2 separate regions of the Mus musculus genome follow, and region 1 is linked to region 2. Evidence: chromatin contacts called from public Hi-C data. All regions are on one chromosome and are shown on one strand. Each heading gives the region's core, a stretch centred on a gene start, on an enhancer-like site or on the middle of the called end of the contact. The rest is flanking DNA. Distances are from core to core; before and after follow the strand shown. Region 1 holds the start of Matn1 (matrilin 1, cartilage matrix protein). Region 2 overlaps Pum1 (pumilio RNA-binding family member 1).

What was found. Hi-C and Micro-C count contacts between places; a contact is called where the count stands out from the background.
Region 1: a Hi-C map of cerebral cortex shows a contact between it and region 2, with 4 times the contacts expected there. The contact joins the promoter of Matn1 here to the enhancer-like site in region 2. A contact is called at or near these places in 4 of 39 promoter capture datasets (the C10 cell line, embryonic stem cells, neural stem cells and 1 more), 4 of 15 datasets of contacts at CTCF or cohesin (the NIH/3T3 cell line, embryonic stem cells, hippocampal excitatory neurons and 1 more), 188 of 484 Hi-C or Micro-C datasets (B cells, the BV-2 cell line, the Ba/F3 cell line and 105 more), 25 of 115 datasets of contacts at active chromatin or transcription factors (CD8 T cells, the HPC-7 cell line, T-cell acute lymphoblastic leukemia and 16 more) and 5 of 9 other capture datasets (adipose tissue, embryonic stem cells, embryonic tail and 2 more).

Annotation. Positions count from the first base shown.
Region 1 is chr4:130,943,068-130,946,519 of GRCm38.p6, reverse strand. It overlaps Matn1 (matrilin 1, cartilage matrix protein), which reads right to left and starts at 2,135. Exons shown (of 8, transcript NM_010769.2): 1 at 1,991-2,135; 2 at 345-691. The coding sequence starts at 2,096.
Region 2 is chr4:130,777,308-130,780,700 of GRCm38.p6, reverse strand. Pum1 (pumilio RNA-binding family member 1) reads right to left here. Exons shown (of 22, transcript NM_030722.3): 22 at 1-929. The coding sequence ends at 798. Among named protein-coding and RNA genes, the nearest start is that of Gm23711, 3.3 kb to the right of the region's middle. Within about 2 kb of position 1,485, at least 22 of the 459 cell types and tissues checked have an H3K27ac peak or open chromatin away from gene starts, as enhancers often do. A contact at or near this core is called in cerebral cortex and neurons, where this site is marked.

The sequences.
Region 1 (3,452 bases), core at 886-3,385, 170 kb before region 2:
TATCTTGCCTTCCCAAGCACAGGCTGGCAAAGTACACTGGTGCATGCTGGGTGCCAGGCACCCTGCTGAGCTAAGCTGCAAGAGAGGCTATCAGTGCTCCACTTCATAGGTGGGGAAATTGAGGCTCTGTGCTTAAGAATAGCACTTCTCTCGGTGGCCAGTATTAGCATAAGCACCTGGCCCGCCTCTCTCTGCTCGAGGGAAGATCTCAACCCTACCACCGCCACTTCTACAGAGTAATGTTTGCAAATGACTCTCTCGTTCCTAAAACAGCTGCTCTGAACAGAGAGGCCAGGAGGACCCTATGGCTTCATCCCAGGCTCCAACCATCCCGTGCTCCATACCTTGCTGATGTCGGGGGATCTGGCGCGTCCACCCTCAGCATCACTCAAGGCCTTGGTGATGGCGAATTGCAGAGCCAGGCCAGTCATGGTACCCGTGGACAGCGGCTGGATGCGGCGCACAGCTTGCAGCAGCGAGGCCTTGGAGCCATGGGCCCGGAGCGGGAACTCTGGTTTCACAGTGCTGGCGTAGTTGACCAAGCCCACCCTCGTGGCATTGGGCCCCACATCCAGTGACTCAATGACCTGAGACAGGAATACCTTCACCTTCTCAAACTCCACGGGTCTCACACTTCGAGAGCTATCGACAACAAACACCAGGTCCGTGGGTCGTGTCCGGCAGAGGTGCCCTAGGAGGGGGCAGTGCAGGGAGATAGAGAGTAAGGGCAGATATCAGAAGAGTTTTGCCTTGGGCTCCAGACAGCCGAGGGTGGGTCTCAGTGATTTAGGTCTCAGCTCAGTGTATAGTCTCGGGCATTCGGCTCAGCCCGTGGGGAGGAAGGCGGAAGACCCCTCTGGTCTTAGACCACATACTTCTTCTCTGCACCTCTTTGCAGGAACCTCTAAGAACAAACAAAGGCATGTAGAGACTAGCCTGACTTGCTGGCAGAATGTTAGCCAGGGGTACACTGAGGAACTAAGGCTGGCACTTCCTTAAGGGCCATCAGGGTACCTACCCACTGTCTCTTCATCAGCAAATTTGAAGTCACTTCCCTCCCGGGACAGGAAAGAAGCAGAAATTCCTGATGCCACATTGTCACCCTTGTTTTGCCAAGTGGGCCCCAAGACACCCTGACCCTAGAAACAACGTTCCTCCAGATCTCCAGCAAGGCAGCACCAGTGACTGGGAGGCGCCAGCAATGGATGGGACAGGCCTGGGCTCAGACCCTGGCTTGGCTGCTCTGTGGCCCAGGGCAGGGGGTAGCACAGTTTTGAACCTCATTTCCCATTCATACAAAGGGAGACTAAGCTGAGGGTGGATGTCCCTTCCTATAGCAGAGCTGGGCTCTGGGACAGGCTGCCCTGCCCAGCCCATGCCACATAGGAACAAGTCCATTCCCTGTTGGGCACAAAGGATCAGAAAAGGAAAGATGTGCCTCAAAGCCCTGGCATCTGAGTTTCTCGGGAGACCTTAAACGTGTTCTGTATCTACGGTGACAGATGTTTCCTGCCTGCTCAGCCTCCAAATGGAGAAGTGGGATCCAAAGGCAGAGTTGACCATATCCACGACTCTGAACCTGACCCCTTGTGGCTCTGGGGCTATCTCATGGCACAGACTGAGACAGGTCCTCCTTCTCCACCTCAGTTGCTGAGCATCTCGGGGCTGCCAGAGCCCAGCCCTGGAAAGGGCTGTGGAAACTGACCAGACACCTGGTCTCCTGCGCTGCGCTCACAGAGCCCTGGGCCTGGTGCCGCTCCTGACTCCGGCTGGCTCTTGTGGGGGCTTCTGGTCCCTGCAGCATGGTGGCCCTGAGGATCACCTGTCCTGGTGGCCTTCACTAATACCATTATCTCCACTGCCCTCCCTGAGCCGACACCCTCCAAACCCTGATTCCCATTTAGCCTCCATCTGTCTCTGTGCTCAGCCCCCCCAGGCCATTTGTCAAGGGTCACAGATCCAATGTCCCCAGCATCCATGGTCCCCTTACCTCTGGGCTGGGGGACAAGACTGAGGCTATCAGGGACCTGTAGCAGCAGCAGCAGCAGGAGCAGCAGGCTACAGAGAGCAAAGGCTGGACCAGAGGTGACCTTCATGGTTGCAGCAACTCAGACAGACAGCGGCAGCGGCACACTGGAGGGGACCAGAGGGGGAGATTGCCTTATCAACCACTGGGCAGGGGACAGCACCCTTGCCCCAACCCCCAAAGGCGGGGCCAGTCTGAATGGAGGTGTGTGTCTGAAAGGGAGGGTAGAGGCAGCTGACCACAAGGGCCCCTTTGCCTGCAGAAGGAACTCGAGCCACAGCTGGAATTCAGGAAATCTCAGGTGGGTGGGGGCGGCTCCTCTGGCCAGAGCCCGTGCTGACTTGGACCTACAGCTCAGGGATACTTGAGCCCTGCACTGCCCCTCTTCCCACACCCAAGTCCTCCCCACCCGGAATTCCAAGCCCAGGTTTCTCGCTAAATATGCTTCCTAACCACGTGCACACACACACACACACACACACACACACACACACACACACACCTTCTCCAGCTGCACCGATTCTCTCCAAAAACCACGGGGCCTTTGCACGAGCAGAGCCGACCATCCAGTGTTTTCCTTTTACTAGCTCCACCCCAGAACGATTCTCCCAGATCTTGGTAGCAACCAAGTAGTGTGGCTGTGCTTAGTGTGTGAGAGAATGGGGAGCTCGGAGAGGGACTGACTAGGGGCAGATATGAGAGGCAGATCATGTACCTGTGTGACCTTGGGCAGCTTGCTGCGCCTCTCTGTGCCTCATCCCTCTTCTGGGAGGAGAGACGGTGTCAGTGCTGGCTCACAGAGCTAGGGACAGGGCCTGAGGAATTTCCTGAACTATCTTTGTTAATCCTCACAGCGAAGCAAGCGAGTCTTGTGAGATTACATGGGGAGGCAGCAAGAAGACCGGAGAAGGAAGATGAGGCAGGGGATTGCCACTGTTACAAGGAAAGACCCTGTGCACTCCTCAGGCATAGCTGATCTAGTCCACAGTGATATCTTTAGCAACCATAGCATCATCCTTCACACCCCACATACCTGTGAGGCAAGCAGAGAGATGGAGTCTATCAATCAGCCCACTTTCCATATGCCAAAGTGGAAGCCCAGAGAGGTTAGCCTGAAGTCACACAGCCGGTTCAAGGGCAGAGTCAAGGCATTTTCCCTTTTGTAGCTATGTTAGAGACAAACTTCTCTTTGTCTTCTCCCATTTGGGTTCCATCAGTCCCCAGTTCCCAGCCCTCTGCATCTCTGCAGACCCAGAAGAAACCTCCATGCTGCTGACCCCTCCTTTCACTATTCAGAGGTCTCTCTTCTCCAGAGTGGCTGTATGGTCCCAGAAATTGCAGCAAATATCCTTTCTCCCAAATTGTGCTACATAGCTGTTTTTGCCATTCTGGCCTGGAGGTCTCTTCTATCTCGGTCCCCTTCCTG
Region 2 (3,393 bases), core at 236-2,735:
TCTATAGAAGCCAGACCAGGGCCGAGCTGGGTATTCTCTCATGCTAAACAGTCAGATCCTGCTTCCCAGTGTTCACACAGGCAACCACAGGCAGCAAGTGGCCATGCCCACTGGCCTTGGGCCTCTGGGGTCCCCGCTCCTCCTGGATCTGCAGCTACCACCTCCCTCAGCACGAGGTCATCTCCAAAAAAAGAGCGTCATAAACTCCATATCACAGGCTGATGCTCTAGCAACTCTGAAACGTTCCCATTTCATATATGTATATATGTATATATATATATATTTTATAAACAGTGTTAAATGCCAGTTTGAGATCATTTAACTAAAATTCAAATTTCTCAGGTTTTTTTTTTTTAATAATAAAATGAGGAGGTGGGGAAGAGCTATTTGCAAAACTTGCCACAAGGCAAATGAGTTAAAAACCTTTTTTTGTCTTTTTTTTTAACTTTTTTTGTTAAACCAACCACCCTGAAAGTGTCCACATGTGGAATATAGATACAACATTGAACAAAGCATGTGGCCTCCCATGTACACTGATTACCTATGTACAAGTTCCTATACACCAGTAAACAGCAGGGCAATTAGTCAATTAAAAAAAATAATTAGTACATGTTATGTGTAATAAAATGAAATTTACAAAGGCCTTTCCACAAGTGGATCTGATTCTGTTTTTTGGAGGAGGGAGCAATCCCGGAGCAACCGTTGCCCACTTCCGACGCTGAGCTGGGCACCTCTGGTTGCTGGTTGGATCTGCCAGGGTCAGTGAGGTCAGCGGGACAGGGACGTGGGTGCACTGTTCAGATGATACCATTAGGGGGACCACAAATGGGCCCCAAGTCCACGCCATTCTTCATGTAGTACTTCTCGAGCTTGGCCAGGATGTGCTTGCCATAGGTGTACTTTCGAAGCGTCGCAATGTGTGGCCGGATCTGGAGAGGACAGTGTGGGTATTACTCTTGGCTGGAGAGGCACCTCCAGACCCTTCCCAGACAGACCCAGACACAGAATATACAGTGTACATATATAGTGCTTCATCCCGAAAGGTACTCCTGTCCTCTTATTGCTAGCAAGCCACGAGGTAAAGACGGGAGCTCTTGCCCTAAGCACTGACAAAGGACAGAGAACCATGACAGAATAGCCTATGCCAGCCAGCTGCACGTAGAAAACCAGGTTGTCCTGACAGTTGGGGCTTCCTTTGGGGAACCAGATGTCTGAACTCACCACCAGATCCCTGCCTCGCCAGGGCACAGGATTTCTTCCAGTTAACAGTGACCAATTGCACTGGCTAGTTTTTACATCAACTTTACAAGTTAGACTCATTATGGTAGAGGAAACCTCAATTGAGAAAATGCCCCCACCTAATTGGGCTGTGTGTGGACAAGCCTGTGACGCATTTTCTTGTTTGATGATTGATGTGAGTGGTACCACCATGTGCGGGTGGTTCTGGGTGCTCTAAGAAAGCAGGCTGAGCAAACTACTGGGACCAAGCCAAGAAGCAGCAGTCCCCGTGACTTCTGAATCAGCCAGTGCCAGAGCTTCCTGCCCTGCCTGCCTTGGATGATGGAAAAACTGTAAGATGAAACAAATCCCTTCCTGCTCAGCTGCTTTTGGTGTTGTTCACAACAGCAACAGAAACCCTAAGACATAACTTGGTACCAGGTCAGTAGTGCTGGGAGTGCTAAGGAGGATTGTGGTAGCACCTGAAGTTTGGGCTGGAAAAGCCACCGTATGCTCAGAGCTTAGTGGGCTTCTGTGGGAGCTTTAAGATAATGTTGCTAGCAGTACAGACAAAAAAGCACTATTTGTTAAGCGTCTGAGGGAAGCAAGGGCTCTACTGGGGCCATTTAAGTGATATTTGTATTAACCGCTGAAGTGAAACCTTTGCTTTGCTGGTACAATTGATACTGGTCAGCTGGGGCTGTGATTAAGAAAAGATCAGCAGCGGGGCGGTGGTGGCGCACGCCTTTAATCCCAGCACTTGGGAGGCAGAGGCAGGTGGATCTCTGAGTTCGAGGCCAGCCTGGTCTACAGAGTGAGTTCCAGGACAGCCAGGGCTACACAGAGAAACCCTGTCTTGAAAAACCAAAACAAACAAAAAACAAAAAACAAAAAAAAAGAAGAAGAGACCGGCATCAGTGAAGCAAATCTTCCGAGAGCATTTCCTCAGGGTCAGTACACAGACGCTGTAGCCCAGGAGTCAAGGGGCTCGTCATGCTGCAACAAACCTTGGTAACGTGTAAGACACTCTTGCCTGTTAAGAGGTCATGGAACGACTCTGAACCTTGGCACTGTGAGAGGATAGGAGGGGCCGCTGATGGGGTGCAGCCTCAGTGGGTAGAAGGCCTAAGATGCAATGAAGCATGAGAGAAGTTGAAGCTTGGTAATAACATGGCAGGGTCAGAATCCCTGAAGAATACTCCGGAGAGGTTACTGGTAAAGGTGGAGACCAATACAGTCCTTAATGCTGCTTCAAGGATATTGAAGAATATTTACACTAGACTAGGAGGACAAGGGAGTAGGCTCAGATAAGAATATTTACACTGGACTAGCACAAGGCCCAAGATGAATACAGTTGAGGAATATATTGTATTCCTTTTATCTTGGTCATCCTGATAAACCCCTAGACACAGTGACTATGGGACTTTCTGTATTGCTTGTTTGTTCCTTGACGACTTCATCCTCGACCTAGAACTGATCCTACTCTTCGCATATACCTAGAATGGTATAAATGCAGACTGACAACAAGTAAACCCGCCTCAGCACTGGCTGGAGTCATGTTACAATGGTGTCTAAGCGTCCTTTCTTTCTTTAATTCTCCCTCCCTCCCTCCCTCTCTCCCCGTTGACTGCTGGCTAAGCTGGCTTGGCCCCAGCTATGCAGTGCAGCCAGCCGAAGACTAGGAGATAACTAAGCGGGCTGTGGGGGACTGTGGGGGGCTTGTCCAAGCCCTCGGGGGGGGACCCAAAAGACCCCGGTGAATCCAGAACTCTCACTGCTGGGCTTTGGTTTTGCTTTGAGTCACTGTGCCCTACTCTGCCTTCTTGGACTAAGAAAGGATTTAACTTAGTTTGCTCTTACAGGAGCCAGCTGAGAGACTTTCAGAGTTTTAGGGACTATGGATATTTTAGAGGCTTGAACTTTTAAAGAGACTGGATATTTTAAAGAAACTGAACTTTTAAAGTATTTGTAAAGACTACAGGGCTTTAAACATTGAAATGTTTTATATTATGAGGTTAATATTAATAAGAGATCTTGGAGATGAACAGGGTTAAATTAAGCTGACAAGGGGCTGACTGCTGGCTAGTTTTTAATGTCAACATGATACAAGCTAGTTACTTTAGAAGGAACCTTGGTTGAGAAAATGCCCCCACCTGATTGGCCTGTGGGCGGGAC